Linked DNA regions of Zea mays: region 1 is linked to region 2. The links are chromatin contacts, called in public Hi-C maps. All regions are on one chromosome and are shown on one strand. The core of a region is the stretch at or near the end of the contact, and the rest is flanking DNA. Distances in the headings are between cores, read along the strand shown. Region 1 holds the start of LOC100274457 (putative DUF231 domain containing family protein). Region 2 holds the start of LOC100382870 (NADH dehydrogenase [ubiquinone] 1 alpha subcomplex subunit 8-B).

Region 1 (6,427 bases), core at 79-2,578, 400 kb before region 2:
ATTGGAGAATGATTACAAACAAGTATTGCGGTCGAAAATGTGGAACCCACCTAATAAGAGATGTAAAAGGAAATTGTCGTTCAACTGAATCGGCGTATAAACTAATTGTGGACCCGTTTTTACGGTGGGAACGTATCTGGTGCAAACCAACTCATTCGTGCAACTGTCAAACTTCTAATCTGGGCTATTGATCCAAGGAACACAGGGGCGTGGATAATTTTACACTTAACCACCCGCTGCTAATCACACTTTTTCAAATCCCCCCTCCCACTCCCCCGCACGTGCCCTTGGATCAACATCATGTGGTTTAGATTGAAAGTTTGCACGGTTGCACGGAGGGGTTGGTTTGCACCAGATACGTCCCCTTTTACGGTATAGTGAGCTGGTTAAACTGGATGGTCAGCTGGCTGATTCGGTTGGACCATATGTTATAGATGATGCATCAATTGTGATTTGAACCATGATTGTTTACTCTAAACCCATCTAGCCAATAAAACACATATGTCTTTATGTTTTATACTATATAGTTAAATATAAATGGAAACCGTAGTAACATCCTCTTCTATTATGTTAACTTTTTCGTGCTCCTCCTGTTATGAATCAATACGACGCAAAGTAGATCAAAAACAGAGAAGACACAGATTTAACGTGGAAAACTCCTCCAAAGCGAAGAAAAAAAAACCACGGTCGCCGGCCAGTAACAATATCACTATTTTTTGGGTGATTACATATCACAAGAGATTTACAATGAGGTGACGATCTCCTGCAGCCTTCTTCAGAATTTGGATCATAAATTCAACACCTCCACATTTAAAAAGCTAAAACTATGCACAAATAAGAATTCGAACCGTGGTTATTGGCTTCAAATCAGCATTCACACCCACCTAAGGGCTTAATTGTTTTGGTCTCAATTCATATGAATTGGATGAGATTGAATGAGTTTCAGTTCCGAACAAGTCAAAAACTTTTATAAAATTTTTTCTAATATCATGCAATCCAAATGAGATAGGAATAACTGAACATGGGATAAGAATAAACCAACAAAACACATGTGTTTTCGTGGTATATACTCTATATACTCAGATATAAATGGAAACCGTAATAACATATGGCCATCTATCTAGTTGGCCCTTTGAAAACGAGATATGCAAAGTATGTTCCATTTCCAAGAAAGCACGAATTCCATGGCTGCGAATCTTTGGATGTTCCTACACCGACGTACGCCGAAGGGCAAACCGGGCAAGGCAACGAATCCACGGATTCCATACGGGTGCAAACTACTTACGAGATCTCGAACACGCTCACGTGAACTCCAGTCGGGGTCTAGCGGCAATTCTTACCCTCACATGCACACCTCCTCTTCAATCGAACTCCTGAGAATTAGCGCAGCTAGATAGATTACTCGCGGCTATCTGGATTCTGGACTCGTGGTTACACGATGAACCGAGCAGCAGCATAAAGGGGCCATCAGAAAGACGGCTTTGCTTCCGTTCTCTTCTCTTTTGTTTGCCACGATGCTGCCGTCCCGCAGGAAGAGTGCCGTCCTCGGCGTCGTCGCGTTGTCCTCCTCCGTCCTCATCCTGCTCCACGCCTTCTCTCTCCCGGCAGCCTCTGCGCTCTCCGTCGGCCTGGCGCGGCGCCACAGGCACGATGCCACGCCCGGGCTGGCCGCCGGCGGCTGCGACGTCTTCAGCGGCAGCTGGGTCCTCGACGGCGGTAGCTCGGCCTCGGCGGCGTACACCGGGTACAACTGCCCGCTCATCGACGCGGAGTTCAACTGCCAGCTCTACGGCCGCCCGGACTCCGACTACCTCCGGTACCTCTGGAAGCCGGCCGGCTGCGAGCTACCGAGGTACGTACGTGGCCGTGAGCGCCAGCCATGCCTCATGAACCCACGGCAACCAGTGGCAGTGAGCGCCGCCCTGATTACTTAGCTTGTACTGTGTCTGCGTGCACCTGCAGGTTCGATGGCGCGGACTTCCTGACGCGGATGAAGGGGAAGACGGTGATGTTCGTGGGCGACTCGCTGGGGCGCAACCAGTGGGAGTCGCTCGTCTGCCTGCTGCACGCCGCCGCGCCGCAGTCGCCGGCGCAGCTCGTCTCCGCGGACCCTTTGTACACCTACAAGTTCCTGGTATGTCATGTGTAAACACATGTACCAGCTAGGCTGCTTGGCCGAAGAGATGGGGCCTAATCTAATCTAATCTAAACACGTTGCTCGATCGAGCAGGAGTACCAGGTGACGGTATCCTTCTACCGCGCGCCGTACCTGGTGGACATCGACGTGGTCCAGGGGAAGCGGGTGCTGATGCTGGACGACATCTCCGAGAACGCCGAGTCGTGGCGCGACGCCGACGTGCTCTCCTTCAACTCCGGCCACTGGTGGACGCACACCGGCTCGATGCAGGGGTACGGACGGTAGAGTAGAACTGCACATGGCAATCCCCTCCGGTCTGTAGTGAGAGTGTGCTTGGTGGTCGGTGGATGCAGGTGGGACTACATGGGCGAGTCTGGGCGATACTACGAGGACATGGACCGCACGGTGGCGTTCCAGCGCGGCCTCACCACCTGGGCCAGCTGGGTGGACCTCAACCTCGATCAAGCCAAGACCCGTGTCTTCTTCCAGTCCATGTCGCCCACGCACTACAGGTACTATTCTCATCTCACCCGTGACTCCACGAGCCCAGCGGCGTCCTTGTCCGGACGCGCATACGCATGTTCAGGCACGTGTCCTGTCGTGTCTTTTTTTTTTATTCGATCAGTTCGTTCATCGCCTTTTATTTCGGCCATTTTGTGCTGTGTGTGCGACTGTGCGCTGTACCAGCTCGAAGGAATGGCCCAACCCGGTGTCGAAGAACTGCTACGGCGAGACGGCACCGGCGACCGGGCTCAACTCGACCGGCCAGGCCTCGGGCCAGGACCAGGTGATCCAGGCCGTGCTGCGGGGCATGAAGAGCCCCGTCCGTCTCCTCGACATCACGGCGCTGTCGGCGATGCGGAAGGACGCGCACCCGTCGGCATACAGCGGCGACTTCTCGCCGGCGCAGCGCGCCAACCCCGGCGCCGGCTCCGTTGACTGCAGCCACTGGTGCCTTCCCGGCCTCCCGGACACCTGGAACCAGCTCTTCTACACACTCCTCTTCTACAAATAGCAGTGACACCGCGATCGACACAGAAGAAAGTCATCCAAATCCAACTGTACACCTAGCAGCTCGCCAGCCATTCGTTTTTTTTCGTTGTGTTTGTGTGTAAAACTATTGTGACGTCGTTGCATCACAGGAGTATACACAATTAGTTGGCGGGAGAAATGCGTCGATAACGTTTAAATAAAAGTGAAGAACGTACAATCTCGGCATCAATTGAACGTACATGGCATTTGCACAATTGTACTGGACGCCCCATTTTTCGCAATAGATAGTAGATCTTCTGCTTTGCATGCAACAAGCTACGTACCCTTGGCTACTTACGAATCTAAGGGTTATACACAAAAGGATTAAAGGAATGCACGCACTGACATATAAGTTGGGGCAAGTTTCGTAACCTTCCATACGTCATACTTCCCATATAAGTTGGAGGTGGACTCCGGAGTCCGGATGACGACGTGTATACTATTAAAAGCGCTTACCTTGCCCAGAGCAATCTGTCTAGGCTTAGGCTCCTGCCAATTTGGAGGGCAAAAACAGAACTTAAATATCGTTTCTTATGGACTTTGCTGCATTAGAAAATTCTCGTGCCAAACAATTTGTTGCGCCGGGGTTGGTTGCATGCCCCAATTTGCAAGCTATGTGGGCAAAAGCCCGAAAATATTGACCATCTGTTCAAAGACTTTGTGTTCACCAAGGATGTTTTGAACCTTTTACTCCCTTGGTTCGATCTTAATGCTCTCCATAGCGTGGACCGACAAGGATTGTATAAATGGTGGGGAAATATTCGGCTAAAAGTTGTGAAGCATGAGTGTAGGTTCTGACGGCCCCATGATCTATGTCTGGTGGAAGATTTGGAAAGACAGAAATAGAAAAACTTTCCAGAATTTGGAGAAGTAAGTTCCGGCAGTTCCACACCTCATCAAATAGATCATTTTCTATCAACGGTCTGCTGCAGTGTTTGAGTGCTAGTGTGTGTATTTTTTTTTTGTCTGTGTGTCGTTTTGTTTTTGGGGTGGGTGGCTTTGGTTGTCCTCCTCCTCCCCTTTTTTTTCTTGTCCTTTTTTGTAGGTGGTTTTTTCCCTATATAATATATTTCAGCCACGATAATTCTCTTGTCGTGCTTTTAAAGAAAAACAAGTCTCATACTTGCTCACGCCGTGCATTTTAACTTCTCTTTGTTTCAGGGCGCCAAAGTAGAGCTTCTACATAAATAGTGTTTTTTTTTGCAAATATACAGAATGCATATTTGATACTATGTTTTGTGATGTAGTATTAGCTTTGCAACTGAATTGAAAAGAGTGTTACTTTGTTTAACCCAAAAGTGGGGCTGCAACAATCTATTTACTAACCGTGTGTTTGATTCCATGCTATTCTCATGCAGCTGCATCCGTGGAGTCTTAAAGCATCCTATGTTTAGTTAGTATATCATTTCACGGCATGCAAAAGGCACACCTCAACCAGGCTCTGTTAGAACGCAGCTAGGGAGCATCTCCCGTCATATAGGTTGGCCAGATGCAGAACACATGGAGTCTGGCTGAACTCGTACAACAACCAACATTTGCTTTAGTTCTTACTCAAAGCACATCTAATCTAAGAATGAATGCCCAATACAACGACCTAGCACGAATTTTATCATTCCCATCATCACCTATTCTTGAATCGTGGAAAATGGGGTCTTGAACCCTATATATTAGATTCTCTTCGGTTGCATAGTGATCGAAGAGTATTAAGAGGGATCAAATATGTTTTTATTTAATTTTGACTGGCAAGATATTTAATCTCCTTTAATTTATTTTAACCGAACAAGCTATTAGAGAGGTAAAATGGATCGTGCGCTAAAAGCTTAATAAATGATTTTACTTAAAAACTACACTAGATAAATTAAAACAACTAATAGCATGTGTCCATTTAAGTTGTTCTCTAATTACTATCCAAATCCATAGAGCTTTTTGCGACCTGGAGACAAACCTTATCAACTAATCTAAGCTACTTTAGGAATAGTACAGCCACACTAATAAAGCACAAGCAAAAATGTAATTACAGCAAGTAATAAGCTCAACTAAGCAGGTGCAAAATCCTAAGATGAATAATGTATCCCATGGCGTGGATTATCGAAGACGCAACCCCTAATCTATGCTGGTGTATTTCTCACAGCGAAACAACCACATTTTATAATTTGTCATGAAACCATTTTAACATAGATGTTTACTCACTATTATGACATTATCAAATAACTTAACATTTTAACGGATCTGTAACAGTTAACTTTCGGTGGTCTCTTTATTACCACCAAAAATTCTTCGATTTCGTGTGAAAAGCATACATGAAAACTCGTTCACTCAGGGGCGATTCCAGGGAGGGGCAGAGGGGGGCAACGTCCCCCCTAATCCTCCCCAAATTTCATAGGAACTACTACTTTTTTAGCTAATCACCATGTAAATAATATAAAATACCTTTTAACAGCCTCCTCAATCTGATTTACCCCCCTCAAACTCAAATTCTGGCTTCGCCCCTGCGTTCACTGCTATGACTCAAAACTTCGTACCCTGAGTATCATGTCGCGAGTGTATATGTTGTCTCGCTTATCATAGTTTGTCACGCCTAAAATTGGACAAATTTGACTAAGTTAGCATGTGTTTGATTTGTAGCCACAATTGTGATAAAATGCGCTTCTGAAGCAAAAGCTTGGGCGTACAGGCACAACAGGAAAGAGGCACAAGTATTAGGTGCTTGGTTGTTGGTGTTTTCTAATCCTATTATGTAATCTCATCATTGCTTCGCCCCCCCCTGTAACTATGCTAGCTACAATGCTGCTAGCTTGCTGTAAACTCTAGCCGCTTTGGGCAAAAAGACCGGAATGAAAATCAGGTGGGGATCCTCTCCCCCCGGTGACAGTCTAAAAACAATTGTGATAAAATTTTTCTTCTACTATGTAGGTCTCCCTCATCATTGACTAGTAAAAAAGTGACAAGATTCTTTTAGACGTGCTAAACTGTAGCGCATGATTTGAACACCTTATTAGAATAGATATGCAATGTATTCTATATCCATGTATATCCTGTACTCGAGTAACAACCTACCGCTACTTTATTGGCTAGATATGCTTGCTTAGGAATAGATGAAGGTTGTTATTCAAGTATATCTGTTGTATAGCCTTGCACACCGGGCGCCTATATAAACACACACGCGGCCCCTAACAGGGTAAGACGCTTCACCTGCCCTCTGAATATTTACATGGTATCAGAGCCACATAAACCCCCTACAGCAATCATGTCGAATTC
Region 2 (6,371 bases), core at 948-3,447:
TTAAGTGGGAACATACAATTCAGACTGGTGTTCCAATTGACTTAAGAGGGTATTTTCTTCGTACCACCTTCTCAGCAGTTTAAATTTTTTCTATGATAATCATTGTATAAAACATAGTTGCCCAAATATTATTCTATAGGTTTAATACCAGCTACCTCGTTCTACAAGCTATGGCCATGTGGGGTGATGACAGACGACTGAAATTTGTTGGGGTGAGTGTAGTACGTTCGTTTTATGTTCAAAACTTACATTCCAGCTATCTCGTTCTACAAGATAATATGTTTTGTTCTCTTATGTCTTTGTCTGTAGGATGCAAAGACTCTTCGAAAGAACTTTGTGATTGATCTGTTAAGTTATGAGGATAATTCGTGCCGATATGCCATCCCTGCAAATATACAACAGAGACTTATCGATATCGCTAAAAAGGATTAGCTGATTAGTGTACGGTTGTCGACACATTTGTCTGTAATTAAAAATTATAAATTAACTTTTTAGAAATAATTTGTGTGACATTGATAATGTTTTCCACACGGATTTGCATATTATAGTGATGTTTGTCGTTCCGTATCAATGTTTCATACAAATGTTTTACTTCCGTCGCAACGCACGGGAACATACCTATAATATATATTGTTATCGTGTTATTATACGGTTCCGTTGCAACGCACGGGCACTCACCTATGTGTATAGAAGATCCAAATGTGTATAGCACATATATTTTTTATTTGTATCAAATATGATTATGTTCAAAGCACGAACATATTACTATAACAATGAAACACACATTTGTACATAATTCATTACGATATTATATGTTGCCGTTGCAACGCACGGGCACTCACCTAGTAGATTATAGGCTAATTAACCCACTAGTTTGTTTGTAATCCGGCCCATAGGAAACGAGGTGTGCTACCATCGCGTGCGGTTGAGCTCTCTAGCAATCATCTCCACCGGAGTCCGGAGGCTCTTTGAAATACGCCCGATCTAGCCAACGTTTGCAAGGCATGCGGCTGTGTGGTGACTGGTGAGCACAAAGCGCAAGGGATTTGCCCTTCCAACCTCAGTGGAATAAGGTAATACCAGTAGCAATTGCCTCGTGAAAGAGCTATTGCAGCAAAAACAACCCACACATGCTTTCTATTGCTCACCTGGCTGGAATGCCTGCATGTCGGTATGTTGTAGTGTTAACCTTCCTGACATGTACAAGTACAATACCACTCCCTGTATGCAATTTTGCACACATGGTATATTTTCAACCTCCTATAAGGTTTATAAGAAACTGGTTTCCATCCCTAGTTTCTGTAAACTGTTTTATGAAAAAAGTGTATGTGTGTGTTTGAAACCCAGTTCCTTAGACAAAAGCAAGTTTACCCCTACTTTATTTTAAAAGTAGTTGATTCAATTATTCTCTTCATTTTTCTTTGCTGTCAATTTTGGATATAGATTGAACTCATATTTGTATATTTGAATTTTTTAAATAATCATTAAATATTAAAATTGGGTAGAAACCAAAAAAAGACCACATGGATAGGTCCGGAAGTGGTGGAAATCACAGTAATTTTACCAAACCAAATAAGGCCAGTATATATTTACCAGTCAAAAACTGGTTTTAGCTACTTTTTTCTTAGAAATTGAGAAATAGGGACTCTCACGAGATTAGGGATGACAATGGGTACCCAAAACTCGACTACACGATTGATTTTACCTGATATGTAGGTAGGTATAGGATAATTTCTATACCCGTGGGTATGTTATTGGGCAAAAATCTCTACCAGTTGGATAGACATATATGGTGGTACTACCCATACCGACATACTCGTGGGTAAAATATACCCGTATAATACCACTATTATTATCTAATAAAGCCCATCTTGGTTAAAATAAAACCTTTCTTCGACTATTATTTATTTAACTATCAAGTTATGTAATCGTATGGTTTGTTATATTTTAAGTTGAAATTATTTTCTGTATTTATTGACATTTTGAGTAATCAGAATATTAGAATTTGAGATCTTCTTAGTGAGTACGGGTTACCCGACAGGTAAAATTAACCGTGCGGGCATGAGTATGAGTAAGATTTTATACTCACTATTGTATACGGATAATTGGATCCGTATAATTTTTTGTGATGGGTGTATCGGAATATAATGCTCCTAACCGACGAGTATTTACCTCTACGCGAGACCGAGGGTTTTCGAGGCCTGGTAGGTTGCTCTAAAACTTTCAAATGAGCCCAGGTAAAGCCCACGAAGGCAGGAACCACCTGTCCCCACCTTCATCCCTGCCGTCAGTGGTCAGTCCGTCTCGTCCTCCCTTCCCGTCAGGTGTGGCCGTCTCGCTTCGGCTTCTCCCACTTCCTTCCCCAGATCTCCAAGACCAGGAGCCCCGGCGAAGCCACCACGCACGCAGCGATGTCGGCGAGCAGCACGCCCGTAGACGCTTTGGGGGAGCCGATCCCGACGTCGTCGGTGCTGATGGCAGCGTCGAAGCACATCGCAGTCCGGTGCCGCCCGGAGAACGTCGCCTTCCTCAACTGCAAGAAGAAGGACCCTAATCCTGAGAAGTGCCTCGAGAAGGGTCGCCAGGTCACAAGCTGCGTCCTTAGCCTGTGAGTTCGTCTGCCACGTTCTCCCCTTACCTGCGCCGTCCGATCCCCTGCTGCTCGATTGGACTCGCTTCCATCATTCTGTTCCTTAGGCTTCGGTACGTTAGCGAAGCGGTTTGTGAGGTTACTGATGATACAGTTGAACAGCTACCTGGCATTGCTTATCTGGTAACTAGTGTGCATTTTTTGCCATCCCTTATCAGGGTAACCATCAGCAGTATATGCAAATGCTATGCAGAGACATGATTTGATAACTTCGACGAAGATAGAAAATTATGAATTATGTTCATATATAATACAGTATTAGAGATTTTTTATTGCATTGCAAGGATGCACTAGTTTTTTTTTCTTCAACGCGCATGAGAGCTGAGGGTCATTATATTTAGAAGACGAGAAGGAAACTAAAAAGACCCAAGCATGCCCATAAGGGCAGGTTTTAATACGTGGTTGTAGCCAATGAACTAGCAAATTAGAATAATCGGCAACCTATACATGTCAAGCTATGGCCAGATGCTACTGTAGCCTTTAGCCCCCGCTAGGGGCTGGACAGATTAGCTAGAGCACTTTGAACTGGTTATGTTCATTGTTAGACAGCTCACAGCTCATTTGGATTCAGGGCCATCCATCAAACTTAGCAAAGGTTTTTGTACCTTGATTGTTTAGGTTGGTTTCATCCAAACAACAGCCCTTCTTTGCAGTTGCAGCCAATAAATACTGCGATATCCTTAGTGAGTTCCCCTTAAGTTCTATGATAGGAAGGCTACAGGCACACAAAACCTGGTATTTAGCTTAGTAACATTTCTGTTACTTGATATTCAAATTCTTTTCTATATCTGAATGTTGTCTCAGGTTCATATTCTGCTTCTGGTATGCTCATTTTCAACAGTACACGTTTGCTTGAACCATACTGCTTTTAGTTTTTCCTTTATCTCATTTTGACTATTATTTTATTGACCATAATCAAATAGATTTCAGGAGGAGAAAATGTAATAGGTGAAGCCCTTAGAAAGCATTGCCAAGATGATAAAATTATAGCTAACAAGAGACTGTAATCCTTAACTCTGTACTTGGTCGTTACAGCTAAAATGCATATAACTGGTACCTACCATATCATCTTACAATGGTTGATTTGGTGCAACTGTCCCAAACTGGAAGCTTGGCTAGCTAGAACCAATTGCCGGAAACCCTAGTTGTGCCACACAACCACTTCTTCCAGTAGAAGGCTAAGAACTTCTCTGCTTTGTAGATCTTCCTTGCAATTGCTTTCCACATTGCTCTTTAGTAAGAAAATTAGCGTGATGACACTTGCTGTTTGCAGCTAAGGTCACATTTCTGCCTAATTGATCTGAGCTGCATTCGTTAAATTTTTATCCACCGTTGATACTCATCCTGTGATTAGATTGTTCTTCTGTGGCCCGAAAATCATATGTCACCATGAGTACACTACTATACTGTGGAAAATCCACAACAAGTGAATTTAAATATAATGACAGCAAGTGATTCAGGGATAAAGAGCAGGCCTGGTGCAGTGGTGAGAGCTATCTCACATAGTCATCAGGTCGCGTGTGCAAAGCAGCCTCTCCACATTTGTGGGGGGAAGGCTTGCCTCGGTTTATCCCTTCAGCCTCAATTTATCCCTTCACTAGACCTCACTCTTGTGGGAACCTCTGCAGTGGGTCTGCCCTAGTGACTCAGAAATGCAAATTTGCACTGAAGTCAACAAGAATCCACCTTCAGGGATATACTAGTTTATGACACTGAGTTTAAATTGATAAGATGGTGATGACACTGCGTTAACACCATGAATCGCAATGGAGGAACTGTTGGTGCCTTAACCAACTTTATACTTTCTTTTAGACAGTACATTTTATTGAGAGGAAATGGAATGAGAAAAGGCTTTCGCAAATTCATTCAACATCATCACATATTCACATGTTTTTATAACATGAAGAACTAGTGATTTCTACCTGGCTTGATATCTTACTCTGTTTGGCTCCTGTCAAAATGAACCCCTTATAGTTTATCAATTTATCGACTAGAAACCTGAAGTGGTTGAATTAGTGCTGTCTTTTCCTTCTTCTTGGGCATTGAGACCAGGGAGTTAATGCTTATAGGTTACACAGGACATAAAGTAAGAAAAAGAAAAGTACATTATCAGTGTTGACATATTATTGAGATCTACCAGATCCTCAATTCCGGAGTATTGAGTTGCATAGGCCACCTGTCATTCTTAAAAGCTGGAGAACATGCACCAAAGAAGTGCATGTTCAACAATACGACACTTGTTGAGGCATTGAGTATGTGTTTTTATTATTTCTTGTTTGGTAATCAATGTGTTAAAGAATGTAGGTTGTTTTAGTTTTGTCTTAAGTATAACTTCTCTAATTTCTACCAAGTTTGTAGAAAAATGCTCCAATATCCAACATAAAGTTAGTTTCATTAAATCCACCTTGAAATGTGTCTTGATAATGTATTATTGTATTTATTTGGTACTGTAGATGGAATATATTTTTCGGTAAACCTAATCAAAGTTAAAGAAGATTTATTTAGAACAAAACTAAACCAACATATTTTAGAATGTAGTAATTGATAACATGCAGACCTATCTTTTCATCCCAAAATCAACCAGGAATTTCATTTTCTTTTGGGTATTTTGTGGGAGGGGCATCCTATTATCCTGTCTAATTCTGAAATGAAGTGCAGATTACCACCCAATGGTGTAGCTATTTTTTAGTTGAATAGCATGTGTAGAGTATGCTTCTGTTATAGACTCTTTTGTGGGCCGGCAATATGCCAGGTGCCAGAATAATTAGGCCCAACCATTTGTTAGATGGCGGCTGGGTGTTAGAGAAGTTTAAGGAGGCTTATCCTCCCTGGAGCTTATGTCCTTAATAATCTCCGGAGTTGTTCCCTGGAGCTTATCTCCTTAATAATCTCCTGAGTTGTTAGGCCCCGGAGCTATAAGGGTGCCTCAGATTGTAATAGGGTTTTTTTATCAAAGAAGTCGCACCTGCGTGGGTGGCTGCTTGATCACGGTGGCGACCCCCACGCCCCCTGGTGATCGTATTCCTCAGCCGCCACACTGCGTGCCCTATTCCCTGCGCTCCTCCACTCGATCCACCCTACTAACTCACCCTTCGTGGTGTACGCCTCCCCGTCATGCGCATCGCAGCAGGATTCATAACAGCTTCTTTCTAAGCATTGTTTGTTAACGCTACATGTATTTTCTAGGTTATATTCCCTTGTATAACCTTTTTTTTGTTCGACATTGTTTGCTTTAACATTGTGGTTTCCATTAAACTTATATCACTTCTGTCCTTCCTATGCCATCTTTGACTACTAATATTTACACTCCCAGGTTGAAAGAACTTCATCAAAAGTGTCCCAAGGAAATGGATGAATATGCTGGTTGCATGTATTACTACACCAACGAATTCGACTTCTGCCGTAAGGAGCAGCAAGCTTTTGAGGAATCCTGCCCCATTTCCGAGTAGATCTTGAGAGCTTTACTTCCAGGGATCTTTGCAAATAAGGAAAGAAAGGCTGAAAAACCGAGTTCATGATCTCCCATGTTTGTTGTCCTCATGGAATTTTTAATGGTGGATGAATAGCACACCAAGGAGCTATTCACCACAATTGTCCCCCTCAATATTTTTTTTTCAAACTTGAAGTGACTTAGCCGTATGCTCTAAGATGGTGAATGGTGATGATGATGATGTTTTCACCTAGTGGTTCACAGAATACATTTGGCAGACTTGCCGTTATT

What was found. A called contact is a pair of places that touch in the nucleus more often than the background predicts.
Region 1: a Hi-C map of ear shows a contact between it and region 2, with 2.2 times the contacts expected there. The contact joins the promoter of LOC100274457 here to the promoter of LOC100382870 in region 2. A contact is called at or near these places in 2 of 25 Hi-C or Micro-C datasets (ear and leaf).

What each region holds. Positions count from the first base shown.
Region 1 is chr9:143,817,309-143,823,735 of Zm-B73-REFERENCE-NAM-5.0, reverse strand. LOC100274457 (putative DUF231 domain containing family protein) reads left to right here and starts at 1,328. Exons shown (of 5, transcript NM_001148816.1): 1 at 1,328-1,852; 2 at 1,963-2,134; 3 at 2,231-2,409; 4 at 2,491-2,649; 5 at 2,825-3,357. The coding sequence starts at 1,515. The coding sequence ends at 3,152. LOC111590132 (a long non-coding RNA gene) reads right to left here and starts at 2,561. Exons shown (of 2, transcript XR_002749214.2): 1 at 2,270-2,561; 2 at 1,145-2,131.
Region 2 is chr9:143,417,428-143,423,798 of Zm-B73-REFERENCE-NAM-5.0, reverse strand. It overlaps LOC100382870 (NADH dehydrogenase [ubiquinone] 1 alpha subcomplex subunit 8-B), which reads left to right and starts at 2,197. Exons shown (of 2, transcript XM_020544104.1): 1 at 2,197-2,608; 2 at 5,964-6,371. The coding sequence starts at 2,412. The coding sequence ends at 6,099.